Regions from separate parts of the Macaca mulatta genome. Here region 2 is linked to region 1. Evidence: chromatin contacts called from public Hi-C data. All regions are on one chromosome and are shown on one strand. Each heading gives the region's core, a stretch centred on a gene start, on an enhancer-like site or on the middle of the called end of the contact. The rest is flanking DNA. Distances are from core to core; before and after follow the strand shown.

Evidence for each region. Hi-C and Micro-C count contacts between places; a contact is called where the count stands out from the background.
Region 2: a Hi-C map of fetal cortex germinal zone shows a contact between it and region 1, with 1.9 times the contacts expected there. The contact joins the promoter of SEPHS1 here to the promoter of PHYH in region 1. A contact is called at or near these places in 3 of 14 Hi-C or Micro-C datasets (cortical neurons, fetal cortex germinal zone and liver).

Annotation. Positions count from the first base shown.
Region 1 is chr9:14,853,258-14,859,818 of T2T-MMU8v2.0, reverse strand. PHYH (phytanoyl-CoA 2-hydroxylase) reads left to right here and starts at 3,756. Exons shown (of 9, transcript NM_001195489.1): 1 at 3,756-3,830; 2 at 5,460-5,518. The coding sequence starts at 3,756.
Region 2 is chr9:14,895,069-14,901,777 of T2T-MMU8v2.0, reverse strand. SEPHS1 (selenophosphate synthetase 1) reads left to right here and starts at 4,615. Exons shown (of 9, transcript NM_001190418.1): 1 at 4,615-4,903.

The sequences.
Region 1 (6,561 bases), core at 2,507-5,006:
CGAGGCAGGTGGATCATAAGGTCAGGAGATCGAGACCATCCTGGCTAACAAGGTGAAACCCCATCTCTACTAAAAAATACAAAAAAACTAGCCGGGCGTGGTGGCGGGCGCCTGTAGTCCCAGCTACTTGGGAGGCTGAGGCAGGAGAATGGTGTGAACCCGGGAGGTGGAGGTTGCAGTGAGCTGAGTTCACGCCACTGCACTCCAGCCTGGGCGACAGAGCAAGACTCCGTCTCAAAAAATAAATAAATAAATAAATAAATAAATAAATAAATAAACGTAAGGCAGCCAGGTGCAGTCGCTCACGCCTGTAATCCTAGCACTTTGGGAGGCCAAGGCCGGTGGATCACTTGAGGTTGGGAGTTCGAGACCAGCCTGACCAACATGGAGCAACCCTGTCTCTACTAAAAATACAAAATTAGCCAGGCATGGTGGCATATGCTTGTAATCCCAGCTACTTAGGAGGCTGAGGCAGAAGAATCGTTTGGATCCGGGAGGCGGAGGTTGCAGTGAGCTGATATCGCACCATTGCACTCCAGCCTGGGCAACAAGAGCAAAACTTGGTCTCGAAAAAATAAAAAAAAATAAAAAGGGTAAGGCCTCAGGTTTTATTATCAACGCTCATTGATAACAGCATTTTGAGACTTGTTTGGCAATATTAAAATGTTTGATAGCCTTTGACTAGCAACTCTATGTCAAATAATTTATCCTAAGGAAATACCTAAGGAAATACCCATGGGACTACCCAACAATGAAAATCAGCATATTCATCAAATTATTTACAACTGTAAGCAAAAAAGAAAGGAAAAGAAAACATAAACTTACATATAGTAATAGAGCGTTGGTTCAATGAGTACAGGAAAATCTACAGTCTAGAATGCTATGAAGTCATCAAAAAATCAGGTCTTAGGCAGGGCGCAGTGACTCACGCCTGTAATCCCAGCACTTTGGGAGGCCGAGGCGGGCAGATCACGTGAGGTCAGGAGTTCAAGGCCAGCCTGGCCAACACGGTGAAACCCCATCTCTACCAAAAATACAAAAATCAGCTCGCCACCTCGCCCGGATAGTTTTTTGTATTTTTAGTAGAGACGGGGCTTCACCGTGTTAACCAGGATGGTCTTGATCTCCTGACCTCGTGATCTGCCCGCTTCGGCCTCCCAAAGTGCTGGGATTACAGGCGTGAGCCACCGCGCCTGGCCAGGGTCCCCAACCTTTAATAAACAAGGAAAGGGTGATGAACTGAATTCACATCGTCAGTTTTTTTTTCTCCTGGCAGCAGTACCCACATCTCACCAAGCGAGGGCAGTAAGGAGACGCCGCCTCGCCGGTATCCACCCGGAAATGAGGGTTCCCACCGGCAGAAAGAGGCGGACCCTGCACCTGCACCCGCCCCAGGCCCCGCGCTTCCGTTCAAACCGTGACAAACCGCTGGGTCCTTGAGAGCTGCGGGTCACTCCTACATGGTCACATTCCCGCGCGGGATGCCGAAGTGGGGCAGATGAGGTCCGGAGCTGCTGAGGCCTCCCGGGTCCTTCTGTTGGCCTGAGACCCTGGGGTGGGCGGAATCCCGGAGAAAGCGGGAGGGACCAGGGGAAGCCCTGGCGCTGCCGTTTTCCTCCCCGCCTGCGCAAACGGGAAGGGGCTGGTGATGCTGGCTGCGGGCCTCCCTCCTGGACTGCGACATTGTCACCAAATTCTATAAACATCTCATGCAAGCAGTGATAACGTGTGCTGCGACGTTCTGGAAGTAACTCTTAAGCTAAAAAAAAAAAATCAGTGAGAAAATGAGACAGTAAAACAGTGCAATGCTATGTCAATATCCATAGTTACGGAATAGAAAAGAAATCTTACAAAGAGGTGCTCCAGTTCTCTAAGAAATTTACACCCTACTGGGCTGTCTGCATCAGACTTTTCTGGAGGTCATTTATTTTATTCATTTTTTTTTTTTTAATGACCTACCGAACTGTTTATAATATTATGGGCTGGAGTCCCACTAAATGAAATACCCCTTTTGAATGGCATATATGACTTTTAGGGATGAATCTTAGCATTTTTATTTTTTTATTTTTATTTTCAAAACTTCATTGTTGCTGTTTTGGAGTTTTGTTTGTTTTTTGTTTTTGTGTTTTTTGGACAGGGCCTCACTCTGTTGGCCAGGCTGGAGTGCAGAGGTACGATCTGGGCTCAGGTGATCCTCCTGTCACAGGACGTGCCATAGACAAAACTCCTCAGACACGGGGTTAAAGAAGGAAGAGCCTTTATTAGGCTGGGAGCTTCGGCAGACTTGAGTCTCAAAAAACCAAGCTCCCTGACAAAGAAATTTTTGGCCCTTTGAAGGGCTTACAACTCTAAGGGGTCTACATGAAAGGGTCGTGATAGATCGAGCAAGCGTGGGGAAGGTGACTGGGGGCTACATGCAACAGCTAACAGAAAGTTTTGCAATGCTTCCTCACACAATGTCTGGAATTTTTTTTTTTTTTTTTCTTTTTTTTTTGAGACTGAGTCTTGCTCTGTCACCCAGGCTGGAGTGCAATGGCTGGATCTCGGCTCACTGCAAGCTCCGCCTCCCGGGTTCACACCATTCTCCTGCCTCAGCCTCCCGAGTAGCTGGGACTACGGGTGCCTGCCACCAGGCCTGGCTAATTTTTTGTAGATCAGGTGTTCTCACTATGTTACCTAGGTTGGTCTTGATCTCTAGCAATCCTGTGCTCAAGTGATCCTCCCGCCTCGGCCTCCCAAAGCGTTGGGGTTACGGGCGTGAGCCACCGCATCTGGTTAAAAACCTGTTTGTTTGTTTGTTTGTTTGTTTGTTTGTTTTAGAGGCGGAGTCTTGCCCCGTCCTAGGCTGGAATGCAGTGGTGCGATCTTGGCTTACTGCATTCTCCACCTCCCGGTTGCAAGCGATTCTCTTGCTTCAGCCTCCCCAGCAGCTGGGATTACAGGCGTGCGCCACAACACCCAGCTAATTTTTGTATCTTTAGTAGAGACAGGGTTTCACCAAGTTGGCCAGGCTGGTCTTGAACTCCTGACCCTGTGATCCGCCCGCCTTGGCCTCCCAAAGTGCTAGGATTACAGGCGCGAGCCACCGTGCCTGGCAAACTTTTTGTTTAAATCGAAGATTTTATTCTTTCAGCTGTCAATGGAAGGAGCAGTCACGTGGGGTGAAATAGATGGAAGCCATGACGTTAGGAGCGTGAGTGAGGTCCTGGCCCAGCCACTTGTCACGGAGTGACCTCGGCCTGGTCACTGGGTCCCCGAGCCTCCGGGAGGCAGTGAGGGTCCTGGTGATGGAATAGAAACAGGGTGCGGGGCAGGGGCGATGACTCACGCCTGTAGTCCCAGCACTTTGGGAGGTCGAGGCGGGAGGCGGGGAGGAGTTTGAGACCCACCTGGGCAACGTAGGGAGACCCCATCTCTACAAAAAATTATAATTAGCCCAAGAGTTCAAAGCTGCAGTGAGCTATGATCGGGCACTGCATACCAGCCTGGGCGACAGAGCAAAATCTTGTCTCTTTTTAAAAAGAAAGAAAGAAAAGAAAGGACGAAAGGATCATGGTGTGGGGAGCACGTCAGCTCCGCGCGGTTGCCCGGCGCGCGGACCCTAGCGGACTAGGGCGCCCCAGCAGCCCGGCCCGCGAGATGGCGCCGCCCCTAATCCCGCCCGCGTCTTGCCCCGGACCGCGCCTGGAGGCGGAGCCGCCCGCGGAGCTAAATGGGGCCGAGACCTTGAGTGGGGGGGTCCCCGTGCCGCCGCCATGGAGCAGCCCCGCGCCGCCGCCCGCCTGCAGATCGTACTGGGCCACCTCGGCCGCCCCTCGGCCGGGGCCGTCGTATCCTTTGAGCTGCGCGGGTGTCGGGCTGGACCGGGCGCCGGCGCCGCAGCCTGAGTGGTGGCCCGGGTCCGAGTGGAGGCCTCGGCGTCGCGCGCATCCCAGCCCCGGCGCCTCCTCGCTCCGCGCCGGGTCCCCGCCTGGGTCGCGTCTCTTCCCGGAGCCGGGGAGCGGGGAGGAGGCTGCGTCCCCCGAGGACACGCGCGGCCGCCCTGGGCTCGGGGCACTTGCCGCGTCGCGCTGCTCTCCGGGATCCCTGGGGGCCTCTGCTCCTTGTTTTGTGGAGATGTCGTTTCACCGGCTGCGTGTGACTCCTGCGGCTGTCCAGACACCCAGAGATGTCCAGTCACAGGCGCATGGTGCACAGGCGCGCAGGGTTGCCTGGAAGGGGCCCAGGCAGGCGGTGACCCGGCTCCCACGGGAGGGTACAGGACGGTGCCCTCCCGGGCAGGAGCTGGCCAGGCAGGCGTTGCCCAGGACGGCCTCCCTGCTGGACTACGGCCTTGCCACCGAGTTATATAAAGACACTATTTAGGGAAGGACAGAGGGTGAGGACTGGCGCGGGGGCACACGCCTTGCCTATTTGTCCCAGCTCTTCTGGAGGCCAAGGCCAGGACTCCAAGGTTACAGTGAGCCGTGAAGGCCAGTGCGCTCCAAAAGAGAGAAACAGAGAGAAAGAAAAGACAACATGTTGACTGATGAGAGTGACATTCCGAAAGTAACCAATTAAGCTAAAGAAACAATGCAATTCTATGTCAACTGCCTGCAGTTACCGGATAGAAAAGAGATCCTTAAAAGGAATTTCTAGAGTTTTGCTTTTGTGGGTTTTTTTTTTGAAACAGGGACTCTCTCTGTCACCCAGGCTGGAGTGCAGTAGTGGTGCGATCTCGGCTCACTCTTGGACTCAAGAGATCCTCCTACCTCAGCCTCCCAAGTAGCTGGGACTACAGGGTTGCGCCACGATGCCAGGCGAATTTGTATTATTATTGTTATTATTGTTTTTATTTTGAGACAGAGTCTTGCTCTGTGGCCAGGCTGCAGTGCAGTGCCGCGATGTCGGCCCACTGCAACCTCCGCCTCCGGGATTCAAGCTATTCCCCTGCCTCAGCCTCCCGAGTGTAATTTGTATTCTTATTAGTAGTAGTACTAGTAGTATTTTTTTTTTTTTTCCCCTGGAATGGAGTCTCTCTCTGTCGTCCAGGCTGGAGTGCAGTGGTGCGATCTCGGCTCACTGCAACCTCCGCCTCCCAAGTTCAAGCGATTCTCCTGTCTTAGCCTCCCGAGTAGCTGGGATTATAGATGAACGCCACCACCCCTGGCTAATTTTTGTATTTTTAGTAGAGATGGGGTTTCAGCATATTGGTCAGGCTGGTCTCAAACTCCTGACCTCAGGTGATCCACCCGCCTCGTCCTCCCAAAGTGCTAGGATTACAAACGTGAGCCAGCGCTTTCGGCCTAATTTGTGTTTTTAGTAGAGATGGGGTTTCACCATGTTGGCCAGGCTGGTCTGCAACTCCTGAGCTCAAGTGATCAGCCTGCCTCAGCCTCCCAAAGTGCTGGAATTACAGGCATGAGCCACCGCACCTGGCCTTCTGTATTTTACTTTATTTGCCTTAATTCACATCCTAGGTAGCTCATCCCACTACAGGGACTATTGCCTCTGCCAGTTTCCATCCTCAACAATTCCAGTAAGTAGTTTAAGTTTTAATTTTGAAATCTATTATGTATACAAAAGTTTCGTGAGTGGTAATGATATAATATACCACATGTTACCTGATTAGAATTTTATTATACAAATCCTCTGTTTCCAGGATTTATTCTAATTAGTACAATTGTGGAAAATTTTGAAGACCGACTAATTTTCTGTATGTATTTTAAGATTCAGAAAGAAGGAAAAATACCAGAAAATACATAATCTGACATTTATTTATTTTTAATAGAGATGGGCCCTTCCTATGTTGCCCAGGTTGGTCTTGAACTCCTGGGCTAAAGCAATCCTCCTGCCTTGGCCTCCTAAAATGCTGGGATTACAGGCCTGAGCCATCACACCAGCCTTATAATCTGACTTTTAGAAATTCAGTTATTACACATCATATTTAAATTAACTTGTGGCCGGGCACGGTGGCTCATGCCTGTAATCCCAGCACTTTGGGAAGCCAATGCGGGTGGATCACTTGAGGTCAGGAGTTCGAGACCAGCCTGGACAACATCATGAAACCCCACCTCTACAAAAATACAAAAATTAGCTGGGCATGGTGGTGTGCACCTATAATCCCAGCTACTCAGGAGGCTGAAGCGGGGGAATTGCTTGAACCTGGGGGGTCAAGGTTGCAGTGAGCTGCTATCACACCACTACACTCCAGGCTAGGTGACAGAGCCAGACTCCATCTCAAAAAAAAAAAAAAAGCTAAGCTTGTAATTTGGTTATATGGACATATTAACTAGCATCTTTGGTTTATCTTAAATCACCTTTAAACGGGAAGATCTTGACCTTCCTAAATATTCTCATACAACCACAATTCCAATCTTAAGGAATAGGTTGGGTGATTTCAGTTTATGGGTATGCTGTACATTTATTTGGATTTTGTTACTTTACTTCTTGGAGTGCATCAACTGGACAGTTAAAAATATAAAATTTATTGAATTTGTTTCTCATCTGAAAAATCATATGTATTCATTACAGAAACATCAGAGAAATAGAAGGAATTTTTTTTTTTTTTCTTTGAGACAG
Region 2 (6,709 bases), core at 3,366-5,865, 41 kb before region 1:
CGGGAATTACAGGGTTTCCTCTGAGGACATGAATTTTTTCTGTAAGGTGCATCTGCTCTTGAAGGCAGCAAAGTGTGAACCAGCCCTTGGGGAGAATAATGAACATCAGGAATAACATCCTCAAGGATTTTTGAGCTGTCAGAAAAGCCCGCTGGCACTGGGGGATGACATGCTCATCATGGCAGGATCTATAAGTTCTGAGTTTTCTCCAGCCCAGTGGAAGGACAAGGAAGGCAGGTAGAGGGGCTTAAGTTTGGACATTCGGGGGTGAACATGGTCATTGAAGACGGTTGAGGGGAGATGAGGCTGCAGAACTAACCTCAGGGGGTCCAAGCTGAACAGAATGAAAATGAACCACTTCAGGAGACTGGTGGCTCCCATGAAGTTAGAGTATGGGTGTCAGATGTAAAGAAAGGAGAGGACTCAGGGAAGGGGGAGAGGGTGTTGGTGTTTTAAGATTTCCAGGGTTAGCTAAGCATGGTAGTAATCCCAGCTACTCAGGAGGCTGAGGTGGGAGGATTGCTTGAGCCCAGAAGTTTGAGACCAGCTTGGGCAACATAACAAGAGCTCATCTCTGAATGAATAAAAAATGAAAGATTTCGAGGGCGGAGAAGGTTCATTGCACGGCCATGAGAATGGGTGTCTAAAGTGGAATTAAGGTCAAGGTCATCAGATTTGCACATCCATCATCTAGCACGTGCCATTCCTGAGAATGGACCCTCTCCATCCCCCGGGATGACAGAGCAGGGGCCACTTTTGAATGGACATGATTCAAACCATACAGGGGAGTGACACTTCTGGCAGCAGACGATGGCAGTGCTGGATGGCATGAGCCCTGAATGAGAAGGGCAGGTGACAGGAAGGTGATGTCGCTGGAGCTGCTTTGCTGCTTTGGGGTGAGCAGCATGTGAGGTACAGAACAGGCAGCCTTTAGTCCCTCTGGGTTTCAGAGGAAGTGGAATTCTTAGGTCAGTGTTCTTTAAAAGCATAAGAATCACCCAGGGAGCCGGAAAAATGGGGATTCTTAGCATCCCTTCCCCACCACGTACACCTCCGACCTGCTGGAGTCTTTTCCCATGGCTGCCATAACAAAGGACCGCAAGCTGGGAAGTTTAAATCCTGGAGGCTGTTAGTGGGAAGCCAAGGTGTCAGCAGGGCTACGCTGCCTCTGAAGGCTCTAGGGAAGAATTCCAACCTGCCTCTCCCAGCTTCTGGTGCTGACAGCAACCTCTGCTGTAGCTTGCAGCTGCATTGCTCCAACCAGTCTCGGTCTTCACATGCATGGCCCTGTTCCCCGTGTCTCTTCTGTGTCGCTGTCTCCAAATCTTCCTTTTCTTTTCTTTTTTCTTTTTTTTTTTTTTTTGAGACATCTTGCTCTGTCATCCAGGCTGGAGTGCAGTGGCATGATCCCAGCTCACTGCAACCTCTGCCTCCTGGGTTCAAGCGATTCTCCTGCCTCAGCCTCCCAAGAAGCTGGGATTACAGGCGTGTGCCGCCACGCCCAGCTAATTTTTGTTTCGCCATGTTGGCCAGGCTGGTCTGAAACTCCTGGCCTCAAGTGATCTGCCCACCTCGGCCTCCCAAAGTGCTGAGATTACAAGTGTAAGCCACCTCGCCTAGCCCAAATATTCCTTTTCTTCTAAGAACATGAGCCATAGAAATTTACGGCATATCACAATTGAGTATGACTTCATCTTACCTTGATTAAATCTGCAAATATTTTATTTCCAAGTAAGGCCACATTCACAGGTATGGGGGGCAGTCAGGATTTCAACACACCTTTCGTGGGGGACAAAATTCAACCCATTGTATCTGCTAGCTGTAATCTTTCGAGTGAGGCTGGTAAATTAGTTCTTTTTGTTTTGCTCCGTTTTGTTTGAGACAGGGTCTTACTATGTTACTCAGGCTAGAGTGTAGTGGTGTGATCACAGCTCAATCTAGCCTTGAACTACTGGGTTCAAAATGATCTACCTCAGCCTCTCAGGTAGTTAGAACTATAGGCATGCACCATCACACCTGGCTACTTTTTTTTTTTTGAGACTGAGTCTGGCTCTGTCGCCCAGGCTGGAGTGCAGTGGCCGCATCTCAGCTCACTGCAAGCTCCGCCTCCCGGGTTTACGCCATTCTCCTGCCTCAGCCTCCCGAGTAGCTGGGACCACAGGCGCCCGCCACTTCGCCCGGCTAGTTTTTTGTATTTTTCAGTAGAGATGGGATTTCACCGTGTTAGCCAGGATAGTCTCGATCTCCTGACCTCGTGATCCGCCCGTCTCGACCTCCCAAAGTGCTGGGATTACAGGCTTGAGCCACCGCGCCCGGCCACACCTGGCTACTTTTAAAATTTTCTGTAGAGACACGGTTTCATTATGTTGCCCAGGCTGGTCTCAACCTCCTGGCCTCAAGTGATCCTCCTGCCCTGGCCTCCCAAAGCCCTGGGGTTACAGGCATGAGCTACCCTGCTCAGCAGTAAACTGGTATTTTTAATAAGCCCCAGTCAGATATTGCAACCCAGGAGAACCATCTCTCGGACGGAACCAGCAGAGCCTGAGAATAAAATGGGGATGGCTCCCTAGAATGGGGTTCTGGTGAGCCCGGGAGTTGGGGGGAGCGTAGGACTAGCTCAAAGCAGTACCCAAGGAAGAAGCTCTCATCACCGGCAAAGAAAAGGAGGCATGACTCTGCCGGATGATCTGGGCCAAGGCTGTAGTGTGGCCCTGGATGAAGTAAGGCATCTGTGGCTTACGGCCTCTGCGGCAGAGAACTGCTTCCCAGTGAGCTCGTGGTGGGTGGAGGCGGGGAGGAAGAGCCGGTTCTGAGGATGGTGGCCTCCCACAGACACAGCGGGGATCAGCCTCTGTCCCGCCCAGCTACTTGATTTCCCAGTTCTGCCGAGCTCTGTCCAAGGTCTCTTTCACTTTTGTCCTGAGCTCTCCCTCCGGGGTTAATCTCACCTCCGACGGAGGCTTCGAACACCTTTTAGATGCTGATGGCACCCAGATTTACATCTCTGAGCCCCACGGTCACACCAAATTCCAGACCTGTTTCCCTATTAACTTTGGTCTGGAATATCCGGCAGATCTGAGATTTGCAACTCTGAGCCCCACCCCCATACCATCCGGCAGACCTGAGATTTAACATTTCCAAAGCCGAACTGACCCCGAAACTTGTTTGCCTTTCAGCAGTTCTCAGATCAATTATTAGCATCGCTCCTCATTCCCTCCCCCACCTCACCCCCGCAAACTGGAAACCTGGGGGTCATCTTATCCTTCTTCCTCTCCTTCCTACGAGCTAAATCACACCAAATCCCTTCCCTGGGCTGCATTCCCCTTGCTTTCAGTTCAAGTACATCTCCGGGCTTGACTAGTATAATACCCTCTTAATGAGAACCGTGACCCTGTCTTCCCCTCTGGGAGAAGCCATCCTCCAGTGGTGGGCGCCTGTAATCCCAGCTACTGGGGAGGCTGAGGCAGGAGAATCACTTGAACCCGGGAGGCGGAGGTTGCAGTGAGCCGAGATCGCGCCACTGCACTCCAGCCTGGCGACAGAGCGGGACTCCGTCTCAAAATAAATAAATAAATAAAGGAATGCAGGCTAACACGTTCTTTGCAAACTTACTGCAGGGTATGAAGAAAGGACACAAAGACAGGAGCAGCCTGTCTTCGAGGTAGCATCCCTTCTGCATCCAGCCCAAGATTAAAACCCGGAGCAACTGGCAAGCGGAAATGTTAACAACGAAAAGGGCATCTGCGTAGCGTGCCAACCTGCCGTGCCACGTAAAGTACGGTCCAGTGACCCAAAACATTTCTGCTCCCAAACACATTTGGGAAATGCTGACCTACTCCCTAGAAAAGTTGGATCGGCATTCCTGCACACTGCTGTTTTAGAGGGAAGCCCTAAACGATATCTGAAAGCATTTGCTTTATTTTCATCAGCAATGCTTTAGAAACTCGAAAGCCCGGAAAAAAGTTACTTCACGACGTGAAGCTCCCCGCTCGATGCCAATACGAACACATCCAGGATTGCGGCTGCCATGTTCGCTCGAACATGTGCAGGACAAACAATGCGACCAGGGGGGAACCGTAAACCTTTTTCCTAGACTTCCTACCACGCACATGAAGTGTTCAAGAAACTTTGCAGGACGTCTCCACATTTCACGAGGCTCCCGTGAACTCCGGAGCCGAGCTAAACAATAGGAAGGACAGACGCTGGGAGTCCCCAAGCATCTAACGCGCCGTTTGTGTTTTCAAAAAACCTATCCCTGGCGCCCAGGCGGCTTTTCCTGGGCTCCTAGCCTCCTGTGCAAATTGTTCCCTTGGCCATTGTCTTCCAGGACGCTCCGCTGCGCACTCGGGGAGCAGGTACAACGCCCCGCAGAGCGCCGCGCGGTCGAACCCGGCCAGGTGGCGGAAGCGTTCCCGGCCCTTGCCGCGGGGCCCGGGAAAAAGGTGGCCCGGGCGCCAAGGGCGGCTGCCAATACAACTCGCAACTTTTGAAATCAATCCTTTTTTGCATCATGCAACGGATGCCACCGCTCCTCGGGTTTGCAACCCCCCATCCCTCCCCCGAGACCAATCATTGCAGCGCTCGGGCCTGCACGGCGCCCCCGCCCCCTTCCCGGGCCGCATGCCACCACCCAGCAGCCCGGGCCGCCTCTTAAAGGGAGGTGGCCGGCCTTAAAGGACCCCCGCGCGCCCAGCCGGCGGGAGCGCGGCGGCCCGGCTCCCGCAGGGCCGCGCCGAGCCACGCGAGGCCCCGCGGCGCTCAGGCGCGGGCCCGGGCCCCCGCCGCAGCCGGGCGCGGCATTTTTATTCAGGCGACGCTTAAGGGAGCCCGGCCGCGCCCGGTGCATTGTGGGAGCAGCCCGCGGCCCGTTTTCGGGAGGAGGCGGAGGGCGCAAAGCGAGCCGGTAAGCGGCGGGCCCGGCGCGGGGGGGAGGCGCAGGCTTAAAGGGGAATCCGGGTCCGCAGGCCCGCGGCGGCCGTTGCAAATCCCCCTCCGGGCCGCCCGGGACCGCCGGGGAGCCGCGCGCTGCCGGCCCCGCCAGCCCTGCCTGGAGAGGGGCAGCGCCGGGCTTGGTGGGGCCGCTTTAAAAAAGAAGCGCCGCCCGCGCCGCCGCCGCCGCCGCGCGGGGCCGGGGAAGGAGGGAGGGAGGGCGGGGAGGAGCGGAGGGGAGGGCGGCGGCGGCCACGCAGGGGTTAATTTTTTCGCCCGCCGACATTTTTGCGCGGCGACGGCGGCGGCCCGTGCGCGCGGCGGGAGCGGCCGGCCCGGGGTCCCGGGGCGCCTCCGGGGCCTCCCCGCCTCCCCCTCTCACCGCGCGGGCCCCGTCGACCCGGGGCGGGTGGGTCCAGGCGTTCTCCCCGGCTCCTGGGCCGCGCGCGCGCGCGCGCGCGCTACCCGCCGCCTCCCGCCGGCCCGCACAGGGATGGCCCGGCCGAGGCCCCGAGCTGCCGCCTCCGCCCCGCCGCCCGCCCGCAGCCCGGGCCTGCTGGGCCTTCCGAGGCGGCGGCGAGGGCCTGAGCCCGAAGGTGTCCCCGGGCTCCCTGCTCCCCGCCCCGGCCGCCTCCGACGCGGGCGTCCTGGAGAGCGCGCCCCATTGTGCGGGGCCGGCGGGGAGGTAGGTCCGGGGCTGGCGGGGCAGCGCGCCGGGCCCACCCCGCTGACCGGCTCCCCGGCTACGCACGCTCTTTGGAGGAGAAAAAAAAAAAAAAAACCAAACTGGAAACGTGCCCGGGAAGGAAAGGGCTAAACGTTGCTTTAAATATTCATGCCATTGTTTTAAAGGCGTAAACATGTGGCTGCGGGGTCGCGGGGCACCGTCCCTTATTAATGCAAATGGATCCCCCTGGTTCCCTAATCACTGCACATTTCCCCCAGCACGCCTCCTCCTTCCCATGCCCTCCAAAAATGTAAGAATCTGGTACCTTTTTCATTAGGATGTGAGGCTGATTTGCGTCCTTCGTACCATTTCTAATTTTAAATCTGAGCGGCCTCCTGATATAAGGTGTTTTAAACTCCCCCCCCTTAAAACTCTGAAAAGATAGTGTTTTAAAAGGAAGTGATCTCCCCACAATTTTCCTCCCCACCTTTTTGGGAGCGGGAGACGAATATAGATGGGAGGTAGGAAAATAACTGGATGCCTCGTGAGTTGGATTTTTTCTTTCTTTTCTTTTTTTTTTTTTTCCTGGTAGGGGTGAGGCTGCGTTAAATGCGAGGTGTTTTTTGAGGAAAGGACTTCGTTGTTTTTGTTGAAACGCCTTCCAAGTCAAAGTGGTATTCAAACTTTCCCCTGACTCTAAGATGGCTTCAAAATTCTCTTCTCTGTCACTTGCGGCCGGCGCCTGCTCTTTTTGGGCAGGGAGGCTTCTTGGGATCGTGTAGGAAGGCTGACTCCTGTTCAGTTGTTACGTTTCCCACCGAAATCATTGCTCATCTCAAACCGTGTTTTTGTGAAGACGGTTTGGATTACTGCCCAAACTCGGGCTTCTTGAGATTTATATGAGCGATGTGCGTCCCAAGGGATGGAAAACTCTATAAATGGGAGTTATGTTCTTAATATAAATTTTATAGGGGAAACTGACCTTAAAACTTGGGGTGTCTGTAATTCTAGTCCCAATAAAGTATCTGTCTGGAGGTTTGTAAACTCGAGGAACACATGTTGTTTTTTCCTTTAGCCCCAAAGGCTAAAAAACGTAGGAGTGCTTGTTCCAGA